Regions from separate parts of the Mus musculus genome. Here all the other regions are linked to region 4. A link is a contact called in public HiChIP or PLAC-seq, capture Hi-C and promoter capture Hi-C data. All regions are on one chromosome and are shown on one strand. Each heading gives the region's core, a stretch centred on a gene start, on an enhancer-like site or on the middle of the called end of the contact. The rest is flanking DNA. Distances are from core to core; before and after follow the strand shown. Region 1 holds the start of Ndufb7 (NADH:ubiquinone oxidoreductase subunit B7). Region 2 overlaps Inpp4b (inositol polyphosphate-4-phosphatase, type II). Region 3 holds the start of Scoc (short coiled-coil protein). Region 4 holds the start of Rnf150 (ring finger protein 150). Region 5 holds the start of Clgn (calmegin).

Region 1 (2,700 bases), core at 113-2,612, 700 kb before region 4:
GACAGGAGCCTGATGAGAGGTTCGGGAGCAGGATCCTTTCATTGTAGAGGGTGGATGGAGGATATAAAGGGGTGTGTGTGTGTGTGTGGGGGGGGGTTCACCTGGAATGGGGACTCCGCCAGGCTAGGGACAAGTCATTTGGAAGGAGTTTGGAGATGCATGGGTGTGGGAGCAGGAGCTACTCTTGCTTTCTCACAAGAGCTTGCCTAAGATGAAGAGGCAGTGAAGAACTATAGAAGCAACAATGTAGGCTATAGCATCCCTGAGCACCACTGGGCCTATGAGCTCTGTGCTCCCGAGGCCAAAGGGAAAGGACTGTGAGTTAGAGACTAGTCTGACTCAAAAATAAGAAGGGGGTCTGGAGTGAGGAAGCAACTTGGAGACCAGGTCAGCAGGGCCAGCTGAGTTTTACCAGGGTTTTGGATTAGCCAAGCAAGAGAGGCGGCCAGGGAGTGCTGTATTTTCAAAATGACTATGGGCAAAGCAGGGTGTCAGGTGGGTAAATGTTCTGCAGATTCAGTACTGACGGAGCCATCTTCTAGTCGACACTACAACCTTTTGGTAAGGCAAGTCATTTGTGTCTTTCCCCTGCTTACAAGTGGGGCTCTGTCCCTCCCTGGTACCAGCTTCATCAATCTCATATACACCCCTTTTAGCCTGTGCTTCTACACTCTTAAATTTGCTTCCCAGATCTTTTTGGACACGCTGCTTTGTCCAGGGGGCTCCCTGAAGACAGCGCCAGTGGCTCTCTGCTACCCTGGGGCATCCCAAGTGCCAAACTAGGACTTTGTCCAGAGCTGTCACTCTGATTTTCCTATACAGGAAGAATGAGAACCTTGCGAGTACACACAGGCCTTGGGTTCCTCCCCCAGCACCATCACACTAGACAGGACAAGGAGCATGATCGCTCCAGCCCCCCAACCTTGTATTATTGTACGTAACCAAATGCTAGTGACAATGTATGGAGATGCAAAGAACATGTCCTAGGCTCCGCGCTGTGCCCAGGACGAAGTGCACCGGGGCAGTCTCATCTTCCCGTTCTCTGCTGTCTCGTCCCAGCCTTTTGCTTTAGCCATCCCCGCACAGCCTCCACACTCAAGGAGGTCGCCCTCCCGACTCGACCCGGCCCTCCGCAAGCAGGCAGCTGAGTTCCGCGGGATCTGCGGTCGCGCCTGCGCACTGAGCTCACCTCGCTCCTTGCGCTCCGGAAAGCCGAGGTCCGGCGGGAAGCTGGGTATCTTCTCGGGGTCAGGCTCCACCGAGGCATCCCACAGATAGCGCCGGGTCAGGTGCGCCCCCATGGCTACTCTGCCTTACCCTTCTTTAGTAGCCGGGGTCACCTCGCTCCCACCTGGAAGCACTGCCCCTTCAGTGTCTTCCGGGTCATCTAGGCTGCGGCGGGGGTCATAGAGATGAACGATGGAACGCTTCCTGGCTCGCTGACACCCCCTGGCGGTGTGGAGGAGACAGAGCGGGTGCGGCGAACGCCAGTTGGCTAGAAGGCCAGGCTGGCCAGGGAGTTGCAGGGAGGAGTGCGGGTGTGGAAGCGGGGAGGTGGCAGGGTCCCCTGTGCTCTGCCCAGTGCTAGGATTATAAATGTGTGCCACCAAGCCTGCTGTATACATGTGTATACATGGGTACTGTGGACACCCTGGACCGAACCATCTTCCGCGTTCCTCTTCCTCCTCCTCTTTTTTTTTTTTTTCTTAAATTAATTTTTTTTTCTGGTTTTAGGATAGACCCCCAGGCCTAGCATATGGTAGATAAGTGCTTTCCCACAGATATACACTACCATTTCCAACACTCGAACTTCCAAACACTTTCCCTAGGTTTGTCGGTGTGAGTGCACATACGTAGGTGTGCTTATGAGTGCATTTGGTGGTCAGAGGTCAATTTCTGGGGTCATTACTCTGTCTCTGTCCAACTTGTTTGAGACACTGTCTCCCACTGGCTTTGAACCCTTCAAGTAGGTGAGGCTGGCTGTCTAGAAGGCCCGAGAGATTTAACCGGGCACCCTGTCTGTGGTTCTGGAATTTCAAGCGTGTGCCCCCACACCAGGAGTTTTCTTACATGGGGTTTGGGGACTGAATTGAGTTCTTTATGTTGGTAAAGCAATCACAGTAATGACTGAGCCCTCCTTCCAGTCGTTGTTCTTCTAAAATGAATACTTTGTGATCCTGGTCTAGAACATGGTAAATGAAGGCTTTACCACTGAAGCCTGTCCGTAGTGCCCAATCCTGACCAGAGAGGGCGCAGCCAACCTGATGGTCTTAAAAGCTCTTGGTCTAGAGCTTCTGAAGGAACCACTCTCTTCCTTGCTCCTAAGTGTCTGTCAGGGTGTGTCCTCTCTTGGCTTGCTCTCTCCTCTCATCCAGGACAGCTTATTTGACTCAGACTAAGCACACCTCTCTGTTCAGAGCTCCCCAAGGCGGGCTGGTCTGTAAGCCCCAGGGATCCTCTTGTCTTTGTCTCCTCTGGGCTGCCATGCCCAGCGTCTGTTTTACATGGTATTTTAGTTAGGGTTTCCATTGCTGTGATGAAATACCACCAGAAGCCATTTGGGGAGGTAAGTGTTTTACTTCCCGGTCTGGAATGCAGTATGTCCTGACGGGAATGTCCTGATGGGAAGTCAGGACAGGAACACAGACCCTGGAGGCAGGAACTGACACAGTGGCCACCCAGGAGTGCTGCTTACTGGCA
Region 2 (2,700 bases), core at 162-2,661, 970 kb after region 4:
CAGAATAACTAAAAAGAGGAAATGATTATCCCTCAAGCATAAAAACAACATTTACATTCTTAGGAAAGTGAGCCATGCTAAGGCCGGAGTATTTGTATTCCTTTCACACTGGTGAGTTTCAGCATATCATTATCTAGATTTTAAATAAAGGAAACATTTAAATAAAACTAAAGTATATTGAATAACCTCATTTATAGGACAAACATATTCTTTGTCTCTAGTAAAACAATGCAAACCCTCACTCATTTCAAATAATAAAGATAATTATAAAATGATTAAAATAAAAATATAAAAAATAACCCCTGATACTATTAATGATATTCTGCTAGGCTTTCAGACTGGAGTCTAACATAACTATCTGAGAGGCTTCATCCAGCAGCTGATGGAAAACGGTACAGAGACCCACAGCCAAACAATAGGCAGAGCTCAGGGAGTCTTGTGGAAGGAGCCCGAGTCAGGATTTAGGAAGCTAGAGAATCAAGGACACTTGTAAGAAGAGCTAGAGAGTAAAAGATCCTGGACCCATGGGGACTCACAGAGATGGAACAACTAACCAAAGAGCATGCAGGGACTGGACTTAAGTCCCCTAACACAGATGTAGCAGATGAGCAGGTTGGTCTTCATGTGAGTCTCCTAACAATTAAAGGGTTGTGTGGTGCTCTTACCCTGTTACCTGCCTTTGAATTCCTTCTGCTAGCTGAGCTGCCTTAGCTGGCCTCAGTGGGAGAGGATGCACTTAGTCCTGCTGATTGGTGTACCAGGGTGAGTTGGTATCCATGGGGAGTGGGGGGGGGGGTCTCCCTTCTCTAAAGAAAAGGGGAGGGGGGATGTGGGAGGGGGATGAGGGTAGGACTGGGAAGAAAGGGGCAGCAATCAGGCTGTAAAGTGAATAATAAAATTTGAAAAATATTATAAATGAAAACATAAAAATAATAAAGAGGTACATTTTAAATAACCTGCTGTGCAAAGTCAATGATTGAGAGTGTGCATCATATGAAGCTAAGAATTTTCTGGATAGAAGGAAAAAAGATATAGAAGAGGGAAGTGACATGACCTCAATGGTCCATCATAGCAGAAGAGAGTCCTTGAAACAGCCGCCTCCACATCTTCCTATGAAGCTGTAATCAATAGAAGAAACAAGATTCTTCTGGCCCCAAGGGGCTGGTGAGAGACTAATGTTCCTTTGTCTCTAACCCAATAGAGGAGGAAGTATGAGAAATTTTTCACAGCAAGTATGCCAGATACTAATAGTTTAACATAAACAAAATAAAGCAAATAAAAGGCCTAGCATGTTCTCCAGTTGAAAGAGTCTAAAGGAAGCTGTTATTTGTCTGTAGGTCCTGCTAGGCTCTGTAGGAAAGAGGCCACAGCCTCAGATCACTGTCCCTAGGGGGTTGACCCAGAATTCCTTGGACTATTTCCTGTCTGCTCAGACATGCATCTCCTTACCCTCATTTCCACCCCACTTCCTTTCCCCAGAGACCATTCTTTCTAGAAGTTCAGACATGGAACCCTGAATAATAAAGAAATAGACACTTCTTAAATGTTTAGAAGAGGAAAGCAGCAAGTCAGTCTTAATAACACCAAATCCTGCTTTGAGTGTGACATTATATACATTATTCAGTTAATTTGTTGGAAAGAAAAATACAGTTTTCTGTTACTCTACTGAGTTCTTTCTTTACAGAAGTGTTACTATGAATGTTATGCCTTTTCAGTGATTTTTCTGATCAACTAGAAGTTACATGTGGTCCTCCTTAATGCACAGGTAGAGTGAAGATGTACATGCTTAAAAGTCTTGAAGTCACTGGACACTCATGCAGTAAGCCTACTGAAGGCCATTTCTCCTCTTTCTAATATATCCTCAACTCATTTCCATTTACACAAAGTTTTTAAATCACTTACAAACACAGTAATCAGCCTGTCAATATGCCAGGTCAATTTGCTGTAGACCGATCAAACTATCGCAGACAGGCATACACTTTTTCAGTGTGTGCATGTATGACAGCTGTCCATGAAATAATTAGATATAGCTTTGAGACACTGTCTTTTGACAAGAAGAACGCTGTCAATAGGATGTGGCAGGGCAATTTATATGGAACCTTTTAAACAAAATACAGAATTCACAGAGATCTGGGATGTTCTTCTGAGATACTATTTTCATCCACAGAGGCAGTGCTGGCTCCTGGTCATCAAAGACTACTCAATGATTCCTATCAGAAGGCCCTCTTCTGTGTTGTGGATAGCCCTGGTGTTGCTTGTATTTTGATGTTAATTCCACTCTCCCAGGAAGGTTTGCAGAGGGGGGTGGGGGTGACTTAACTTGTAAAATAAAGGCTAGAGCCAGTGATTGGGCCGTGGAAGGGAATGTGGAGCTGAGAAGTTTGGGGAAAAAGGGAAAAGGAGGACAGAGATGAGGGAGAAGGAACGAAGATGGAGCAAGAGGAAGATGACCCAGATTTCATGTGGCTTTAAATAGCCACTGGTAGCTATAAATATCTTATAAGAGATGGATAATTATGGGACAATTTGTCCAATCTAGGTGGGCAATTTATATCATTATGAATTGGCTCTGAAATTATTGTTTGGGCATCTTGTGAATTGAGAATTTATTGATATATAAATCTTACTGATTAATTGTAAGTTTCTAGAGTTTTGATTTACTGGGTTAGGGGGATTTGTGACCACAGACCACAGGGTGTG
Region 3 (2,700 bases), core at 152-2,651, 580 kb before region 4:
GGATCCAGGTTCAATTTCCAGCGCCTACATACATGGCAGCTCACAATGTCTGTAACTCCAGTTCCAGGAGATCCAACACTCTTTTCTGGCGTCCTCAGGCACCAGGTACCCAAGTGTTTCAGAGAAATAAATGCAAGTAAAATATACATACAATAAAAAATTAAAACCAAAAACAAATTTTCAGGCCCATTTCTATGACTGGCCCATGTGCATTTGAAAAGAAAGTGTGTTCTTCACTATCTTGGAAAATCCCATCCTTCTTTGAATGTTGCCCATATTCATTCTATTTTGTTGGCACTCCTCTTAGCGTTACCTGGGGTTTCCCTCTCTTCCCATATTCTCCTTCCTTCAAATCCTGAATTGTAGTCCAAGCCTAATACTTTCGTCTCAAACACTAAATGGTAGGTACTTTATTTATAAAGGATTACGGTCACGTGTTAGCAAATCCTGCTTGATTGGTTTAAGATACCCGGGAGTTGTAGAAATGGCTCAGAAGTTAACAGTACTTATTGCTCTTTCACGGGAAGCTGAGTTGAGTTCTCATCATCCTCACCAAATGGTTCACAGCCACCTGTAACCCCAATCCCAGGGGTCTGATTCCCTCTTCTGGCATCTGCAGGCACCTTGCACAGGCACAAGCAAGTACATACACACCGCTACATATTCATGCAATTAAAAATAGAACCTTATATAAGAAAGAAAAGCCAAGAAGAAAGTATTTGTAAGCTGGCCTCTACAGCTCAGAGGTTTTGATAAAGTCAAAGCAAGAATGCTTTGCAGGTAAGAATATACTGTGGTCACTGACCGCTAACAGCAAGATACTTGTTTCAAAGGTTAGGTTATAATGAAGTGTCACGAAAATCACCTAGCAACCCAAAGTCTGGCATTGTACATGTACACTTGAATAAGAAACACAATTTTAATTAAGCCTTGGGTTTTCTGAGACTGAGATCAGGAGACTGCTGATCTAAGGAATCATGACGTGGTCGGGTGAACGGAAGTTTAAAAATTGTCCTGAATATGGGGTACGAAGAGAAACATCCATTAATGGTATATGCTTTGTGCGTTATCTAATTTTAGAAGTGGGGAAAAAGGAAACCGTGCTTTTAGAATCGAGGGGGGAGGGCGCTGCACTGTTCTGCTCACTCTGTTCTTGAATGTGAACGAAATATCTCTCTCCTAGAGTCTGGTCACGGCAATTTCCAGAAATTCTGTCTCTGTTTCCCTCCCTCTCTCCCCGTCTCTCTTTTTTTAACCTAGAGTGACTTTCCACCCCACTTTCCAGGTTCCTGGCGAGACAAAAGATGCTCAGCGAGGACCGCTTTCTTAGGCGCATCTTCTCTTCTGCGCCGTGATTGGTCGCTGCTTTTTTAGGACACGCCCAAAAATCCTGATTGGTCGTCAATGCCCTTTTGTTAGGGCAAAGGTGGACCCCGGTGCTCTGCCACAGGCCTGTCGAGGCGTCCAGCAGCCAGTGCGCAGGCGTGCAATTTCCAGTTAGGATTGGTGGGAGGACGCCTCCTCGCTCGGCGCACGCTCCGTGGGCGGGAAGGGCGGGGCTGACGCTGTCAGTTGGTCGGAGAGCCGCGCGGCCTGAGGCTTCCTACCCATCCCGCCTCTTCCCGGCGCTTCAGACGCAAGGTGAGGCGGCTCGGGGCGGCGAGGGCTGGGCCTGGGAGACCGCCGAGGCCCTGTGGGGCGGGGCGGGATGGAACGGGAACCCGGGCGGCGGCCTGGGTGCTGGATTGCGGCGCCGCGAGGCCCGACATCCCGCCGAGCGCTGCGCAGCCACCTTCCCGGCCCCACGCCGCGGGCTCAGTGGGAAGAGCCCGGCGGTGCGGGACCGGGACGCCGTGGGGGTGCGATGGGACCGGGTAGTAGGAGAAGACGCTCTGCTGCCCGAGCTACCTTCCAGTTCGCCGCAATTCTTCTGCTTCAGCCTCTCGAGTGCTAGGATTGCTTTGCAGGCGTGGTGGCCCGTGCATGTCTGGGGTGGGACGTCTTTGCTAGAACCTGGGTTTGTTTCTTTGTCAGCTTTTCTCAGGCGTCCTGCGGAACAAATATTGAGGAGTAAGGTTTGGGAAGGAGAAATCATAGTTTCCCGAAAAGCCAAGGTTTCTGTTACACCACCAGAGACAGACGTCGCAATAGCCAGAAGGACAGAGGTCCCCAAACCGTTATCCGTTTCTGCGACTCAAAGCTGTGCGTAGGAATCCTAGTGTCTGTATGCTCCAATGATTAAACTGGATGCAGCTAGCTCCCCGGGGATCTAACTTAAGTTTGATCCTTATTGACGATGTAGTTCCTCGATTTCCATCGATTTTGAAAGCCCTAAAATGTCAAAGCAGAACATGAACAGATTAGAAACATCACACTGGAGTGGATGCAGATGAAATTTTATATTTGTTTTGTTTGTGGAAACGCCAAAGGAGTTGAGTTTTTCAAACTCAGTTTAGGACCTTAATAATATCTTGGCTATGAAACATGAGGCAAGGCCTCTAGCCTTTATAAGGCTTAGTATCCACATCTGTGAATTGCATTTTCTTTCTGTTGTGATAAAACTATATATGTAAAGTGTTCAGTGCATTCCTGTAGTGCATTGGACTTTTAAATTTAAAAAACTATTGCTGGTGAGTGGATGATGGATGGAAAACATTAATTGCAGGTTCAAGAGAAGTCTGGTGGTTGAGTTTGAAAGGA
Region 4 (2,700 bases), core at 200-2,699:
ACAAGAACAATATCTCAGCCCTGTTTCCCAAATCTCACTTTCCAAATTCTCCTGGGAGAAGACACTCCACAGCTTGAACCCTCTCCCGAACCAGACTCTCCGATACTCCCCCAACATACTGAAACCTCTCATGCTTGTAACCTGTCCCCCAAGCGACGCACAACAAAACTTAATAGGTTCATACATAAGAGACTGGTCTCTGGTGCTGCACGGACTTCTCAGCCAGAGGTGCCCCGGAGGCGGTGCTAGATCTCCCTAGACGCTTCTCGGGCTCCCCTCCCCCACGTCCGCCAGGCACCCCCCGGGTTGCTCACCTGCGTGGGGCATGGTGATGGTCTCGTTTGTGTTGGAGCCCACGTTAAAGATGACCACAGCGGAGGCGTTCTGCAGGAACGCGTTCCGGATCTTATCCCTGTACGTGCAGTTGCCCTTGGGGATGAGGGCTATCCAGTGCTTGCCGTGGGCCGGCGCGGCGAACTTGGTGTTGGGGTCGCAAGCCAGGCGGTCTTGGGCCGAGCTGGCCATGACCACCTCGCCGCGCGCGTCCTGCTTGGGCGAGTGCTCCCCGTATCGCCCGCACTCGCTCTTCTCCGTGTGCAGCTCCGCGCCGCCACCGCTGCCCGCCACCGCGGCCCCGGGCTCGGGCTCCAAATAGGTGATGTTCACGAAGGCGGTGTACCATTCCTCCTTCTCCGCCACGGTGAAGTCCAGGCAGAGCAGATGCACGAAACAAAAGGAAAGCAGCCATGTTGAGAGAGCCAGACTGCGGCACGCTTGGATGAGAGACATTGTCATCTCTCTCCTCCGGGGTCCCCTCCCCGCCCCCTGCGCCCTCCCCCCGCTCCGTCCCTCCTTTCCCTGCCCCGGCCAACCCCGGGCAGCCACTCTGGTTCTCCTGTCGCTGCGACTCACTCCCTGGCCGGCGGAGCTCCGGCTGGGACGCGCAGACGCTGCGGAGACCGGATCCGGGACGAGCGGGAGAAACCCGCCCTGTCCCCTCTCAGCCGAAGCGCGGCGCTGGCATCGGGCTTCCCGGGTGATCGCGGCGCGGTCGCGGAGCGGGCGCCGCGCACTTGCGGGGGAGTCCGGCTGCCAGGCGTCCTGTTCCTTTGCCCCGTGTCGCCTTCTCTCATAGAGGTGGCGGGGTCCTCGGGTTTGGAAGGGGTGGCGGCTCTGCTTGTCGCGGCCGAGCGGGGCGGGGGTGGGGTGCTGGAGATCCTCGGTGCTGGGACTATCGGTCCCGCTGCAGACGCGGAGGTCGCTCCTGTTATGCGTGGGTTCCCATGGGCAGTAGGCGCTGCGCTTCTGGCCAGACTAGGTGGCTACGCCCGGGACACTCACTTGCCGAGGGAGGGGGAGGTACGGGGCAGATGGGATGGGGGAGAGCGTGAGGAGAGGGATACAGCGTTTTGTGTGTGTCTGTATTTGTGTGTGTGTGTGTGTGTGTGTGTGTGTGTGTGTGTGTGTGTGTGTGTGTGTGTGTGTGTGTGATGTGCGCGTGCAAGGAGGAGCTTAGTATGATGTCAAAGCTCCTGGGCTCCCCTTGCAACGCTCACTCTGTCTCTCTTCCTGGGCGTCAGCGACCTCTGCTGGGCCTCAAATTCAGGCTTCGACAGTTGCGGGCAAAAGGTAAAAAGGACCTTCAGGCCTTTGAATTGGGAACAATTAATTGAGGGAGTCTTAAATACAGCAAAGTGTAGGAACCTCTCTGGAACAGCATTTCCGTTTGCTGGAAGATGTGCAGAGAGTTCTCTGGTATTTATCCCAGCACTGATTGGTCATGAGGCCCCTCCCCCCCGCCCCCCCAGACCTGAATATTTAGGACAGTGGCTGTCAGAATTCCAGTTTTAAACCAGGACTGATCAGCATGAATTCAGGAGAATTTCACATTTATTAAGTCAGGGGTGGGGTCCTTGGTGATGCACACTCTGCTGGTCTAAGGACCAGTCTGTGGTGTGGGTAAAAGTGACTTCTTTTCCTCTGCTCTGGAAGCCAGCTCATGGCATGGCGTTAGTTTTCTTAGAAAATGGACCTCTCCTCATACTTTAAGATTGAGACATTTTGCCTCCATTCCCACTCTAATAGCCCTGCCTTAGAGGATTCACAGCGTCAGTAGGTGGTATGTGTGTGTGTGTGTGTGTGTGTGTGTGTGTGTGTGTGTGTTCGTTACCATTTTAAGCTGTGTTTTCCAGTTGTGACAGAGATTAAAAGAAACCAGTGGAGAACAGTTTCCTAGAGTCGTGTTCTAATAGCAGAATTCTTTAACAATTAGATATCTGGTTGGTTGTTACACTTCCTCATTAATGGTTTCTGTAGTTTCAGAAACCAGTAATATAAAATGTCTACTTATTTATACATACACAAATATGGTAGTGCTTAATGATTTACATTATATCTTCCACCTGGTTCTCTTTCCTGTGCCTCTCGAGAAGCACTGAGAAGCCCAGCAGTTTTTGTCACAATATACACATCCTAGGTCTGGACATCACAAAACAGAAGATGGATTCTGGATATATCCTATGTCTAAATATAATCCTCAAAGGACGAAGGACTTGAATGATTATTAGGGGACCAGTTGTTGGTAATAGGAAGGAGTTGTAGGTACAATAGATCAGACAGGTTGGTGTTTGATGTGTTCAGAAGCCATAGTGAGCTCATCAGGGGTGGAGAGAGATGAGCGATGGAAAGAATGAGATGGGA
Region 5 (2,700 bases), core at 157-2,656, 530 kb before region 4:
CTGTTGTTCAAAGGACAACTGAACTGGTTCCCTTCTCTGGGCCTCTTGTCACCCATGAGTTGAGAGAAAGTCCTATCAAAGCTGACAGTTCCTGTTTTCTAATTACATAATAAAGAAGGAAAGTTTAGTAGACACCAAACAAGCCCAGAGCCCTGAGCCCCCACCTGCTAGCTGCATATCCATCAGCACACGCCACCATTTACAGACAACAGACCAACAAGACCAATCAAAACAAGACAAAAAAGACTATCTTGAGTTTAAGGAACAGGATCAATGTGTCTGGATGACCAAACCAACAGACTGTAGACTAGAAAATGGTCAAAATTACAATTACCAAAAAAAGAGAGCTACCTAGGGAGATGTCAATTTTTCAGGGCAAGAAAAACAACCATGATTTACTATTCTGTTTCAACATAAATTAATCTTCGTCAGAGATATTGAACCATTGACCACCTAATTTTTAAATTTTTGTTTTGCCTAATTTGTTTATTTCTGTTTATACCTTCGGTCTCCAGCTCCCAACTTCCTAGCCTTTTGCTCTTTAACCCCAAACAAACCCCTGCATAGCTTCTTCCTCCTGGGTGGGGCAGATGCCACTTAAACTCAGCTAAAGTATCTGACTGATAGTAAACAGGCTTTAGATAATGAGACTCTAGTCATTAAGGTTTTCTGGATTCAACACAGGGCCGGTTACTCCCCAATGGCTCCTGTTAGGCTCCACCCAAGTGTCTAGGGAGTGGCCAGGATTCTCTGGCCACCTTAGCCAGGTTTGAGCGTGGGGGTGGGGGAGGTAGGGTTCTTTGGCTTCACAGAGAAGTGGGCTGCAAATGTGCCCAGGTTGGTTTTGTTGCATTTTCTAGAAAGATGCGAGAAGAACTCTCCAGGGATTGTGGTAGAGCTTCGTGGAACCGGGCCACACAGTGGCAACAGCAGCTGTGGCAACCGCTGGGATAACGGACTTGAGAGAGGCGCCAGGCTGGGCAGGGCAACCTGGCCTTCCCCAGTGTCAGGGAAGCAGAAGGAGGACCCAAGGGACTCAGGGTGGCGTCTCCCTCCATCCAGGGCTGATCTCTGTCCCCGAGGTTGGCAGAGCCCACCCAAGAGTCTAACTCCCACATTCATCCCTGAACTCATCCTCCAGCCTCACCTGGCCGCACCAAGCTAAGCCTTCTTCTAGTCTCAGAAGAGGATGCTGCGGGGCACCTGGATCCGATTTCTCACCCGGTCCCCAGAGAACAAGCCGCAGGAAGGCGGCCCGCGGTCTACACACCTGTCCTGCGGGCTTGTGTCCAGCAGCGGCAGCTCAGGTGTCCGACTGGCCGCTACTTGGTGCCCGGCGTCTCCCCAGAGCGATCCCGCCGGCAGCCGCCCAGCAGCGACTGCTAACTGCGCGTGCGCGAGCGGCCGCGCGGGAGGATGCAGGATGCAGAGGCAGCCCCAGTGCGCAAGCGGCCCGCTCAACCGCCGCTCGGGACCCAGCGGCCGCGCGCCTGGGGGGATGCGGTCCTTCCAACGTCAGTCCCTCTCTGGAGCTCAGGCTGCTGGCTCTGCAGACTGCTCAGTTCTTCGTGTCGCACCTTAATTGGTTCCCGGATGGATGATGAATAGATGGATGGTTTTGGGTTTTTTTGTTTTTCTTTCTCTTGTTTTGTTCTGATGACCTTAAACTTTTTGATCCTCCTTCCCTTCTTCCTGACTTTTGGATTTGCAACGCCACACTGTTATGCAGTAGTGATTGAAGCCCTCTTGGTGGGGTTATGCAAGCTCTGTATCAGTTGATCCACATCTTTTGTTTCCTCAATTTTATCTCAACGTTTTTAAAAGAGTGCCAGGGCAGGTGTGCCAAATTCATACGCTGAAATTTCCCTCTATATTTTTGTGTTTTAGTAGCTGATTGTTCATGGTTATCAACCGGGAAGCTTCCTATTTCACACATGCTCCTGGCTTGCTATTACATTATAAATGAAACTGTACATTTTCATTTTGTCAGTATTAATGTTAATAATTTGCCACAGACACATAATTGGTTTTTTATTAATCTTGAACACTCCTTGAAGGCATTACCTGCTTTTTTCTCTGTATGTTTACAATTCTGTATATTGTTTGTATCGTCTTAATTTGTGTGACCAAACTTTGAGTCTGTGTAAACGTTCTGTTTTCTGTTCATAAATGTTTGAAGTCTGCCCCTTGATTTAGGATCTGTCATTTTTTTGCTTGACTCAACTTTACTGTGGTTTCAATACAGTAATTTTAACTAACTGTCTTCATTCCTTATTAGGCACAAGCAACATTTTTAAAAACTTAACACACCTCCATCCAAGAGTCCATCCTATTTAGGCATAGAGTCTGTTTTATCCAGTCACTGTGTACAGTTACTGTGGTACCCAAATTGTCCTAGGTTTAACTGAAGGAGGTGTGAAGGGTTCTTTGGAAAGTCAGTTGGGTGGTGTTTTGCTGGGACAAACACTTGAAGGAGCATCTTGTTAAAGTGGACATAGGTGTGAAAGGCTACAGCAGACTCGTGAAGGAATGTTACACTGAAGCAGACACAGGAGAGAGGATGTTCTGCTAAAGCAAACATGTGAAAGGACACGTGATAAAGGATTCTTCGCTAATGACATATGTATTGGTGTGCCTTACATTGTGTAGTTGAGCTGTGTCTGTCGGGACTCCATAGAAACACATTAAAGAATTGTTGGT

The links. Promoter capture Hi-C pulls out the DNA fragments that hold promoters and counts their contacts. HiChIP or PLAC-seq counts read pairs in DNA pulled down with a chosen protein or histone mark. Capture Hi-C pulls out chosen DNA fragments and counts their contacts.
Region 1: a promoter capture Hi-C map of second pharyngeal arch cranial neural crest shows a contact between it and region 4. The contact joins the promoter of Ndufb7 here to the promoter of Rnf150 in region 4. A contact is called at or near these places in 8 of 39 promoter capture datasets (the C10 cell line, cranial neural crest, embryonic stem cells and 5 more), 2 of 484 Hi-C or Micro-C datasets (cortical neurons and muscle stem cells), 5 of 115 datasets of contacts at active chromatin or transcription factors (astrocytes, embryonic forebrain, embryonic stem cells and 2 more) and 1 of 9 other capture datasets (embryonic stem cells).
Region 2: a contact with region 4 is called in an H3K4me3 HiChIP or PLAC-seq map of the 230-238 cell line, with 7 times the contacts expected there. The contact joins the enhancer-like site here to the promoter of Rnf150 in region 4. A contact is called at or near these places in 9 of 39 promoter capture datasets (the 3T3-L1 cell line, the C10 cell line, HPC-7-derived erythroid cells and 5 more), 1 of 115 datasets of contacts at active chromatin or transcription factors (the 230-238 cell line) and 1 of 9 other capture datasets (embryonic stem cells).
Region 3: a contact with region 4 is called in a capture Hi-C map of macrophages, with 5 times the contacts expected there. The contact joins the promoter of Scoc here to the promoter of Rnf150 in region 4. A contact is called at or near these places in 18 of 39 promoter capture datasets (the 3T3-L1 cell line, 3T3-L1-derived adipocytes, the C10 cell line and 10 more), 3 of 15 datasets of contacts at CTCF or cohesin (embryonic stem cells, large pre-B cells and pro-B cells), 14 of 484 Hi-C or Micro-C datasets (adipose-derived mesenchymal stem cells, cardiomyocytes, cerebellum and 10 more), 13 of 115 datasets of contacts at active chromatin or transcription factors (the 230-238 cell line, the NIH/3T3 cell line, astrocytes and 9 more) and 2 of 9 other capture datasets (embryonic stem cells and macrophages).
Region 5: an H3K4me3 HiChIP or PLAC-seq map of embryonic stem cells shows a contact between it and region 4, with 13 read pairs. The contact joins the promoter of Clgn here to the promoter of Rnf150 in region 4. A contact is called at or near these places in 11 of 39 promoter capture datasets (the 3T3-L1 cell line, the C10 cell line, cranial neural crest and 6 more), 1 of 15 datasets of contacts at CTCF or cohesin (large pre-B cells), 3 of 484 Hi-C or Micro-C datasets (the C2C12 cell line, embryonic stem cells and pro-B cells) and 6 of 115 datasets of contacts at active chromatin or transcription factors (embryonic forebrain, embryonic stem cells, neural tube and 1 more).

Annotation. Positions count from the first base shown.
Region 1 is chr8:83,565,420-83,568,119 of GRCm38.p6, reverse strand. Ndufb7 (NADH:ubiquinone oxidoreductase subunit B7) reads right to left here and starts at 1,362. Exons shown (of 3, transcript NM_025843.3): 1 at 1,190-1,362. The coding sequence starts at 1,301.
Region 2 is chr8:81,887,757-81,890,456 of GRCm38.p6, reverse strand. The region is part of intron 9 of Inpp4b (inositol polyphosphate-4-phosphatase, type II); the gene reads right to left. Among named protein-coding and RNA genes, the nearest start is that of Gm25267, 260 kb to the left of the region's middle. Within about 2 kb of position 1,411, at least 7 of the 459 cell types and tissues checked have an H3K27ac peak or open chromatin away from gene starts, as enhancers often do. A contact at or near this core is called in the 230-238 cell line and stem cell-derived epiblast-like cells, where this site is marked.
Region 3 is chr8:83,441,363-83,444,062 of GRCm38.p6, reverse strand. It overlaps Scoc (short coiled-coil protein), which reads left to right and starts at 1,401. Exons shown (of 4, transcript NM_019708.4): 1 at 1,401-1,641.
Region 4 is chr8:82,862,105-82,864,804 of GRCm38.p6, reverse strand. It overlaps Rnf150 (ring finger protein 150), which reads right to left and starts at 1,449. Exons shown (of 7, transcript NM_177378.4): 1 at 315-1,449. The coding sequence starts at 795.
Region 5 is chr8:83,388,548-83,391,247 of GRCm38.p6, reverse strand. Clgn (calmegin) reads right to left here and starts at 1,406. Exons shown (of 15, transcript NM_009904.4): 1 at 1,148-1,406. It overlaps Gm32377 (a long non-coding RNA gene), which reads left to right and starts at 1,759. Exons shown (of 5, transcript XR_878991.3): 1 at 1,759-1,837.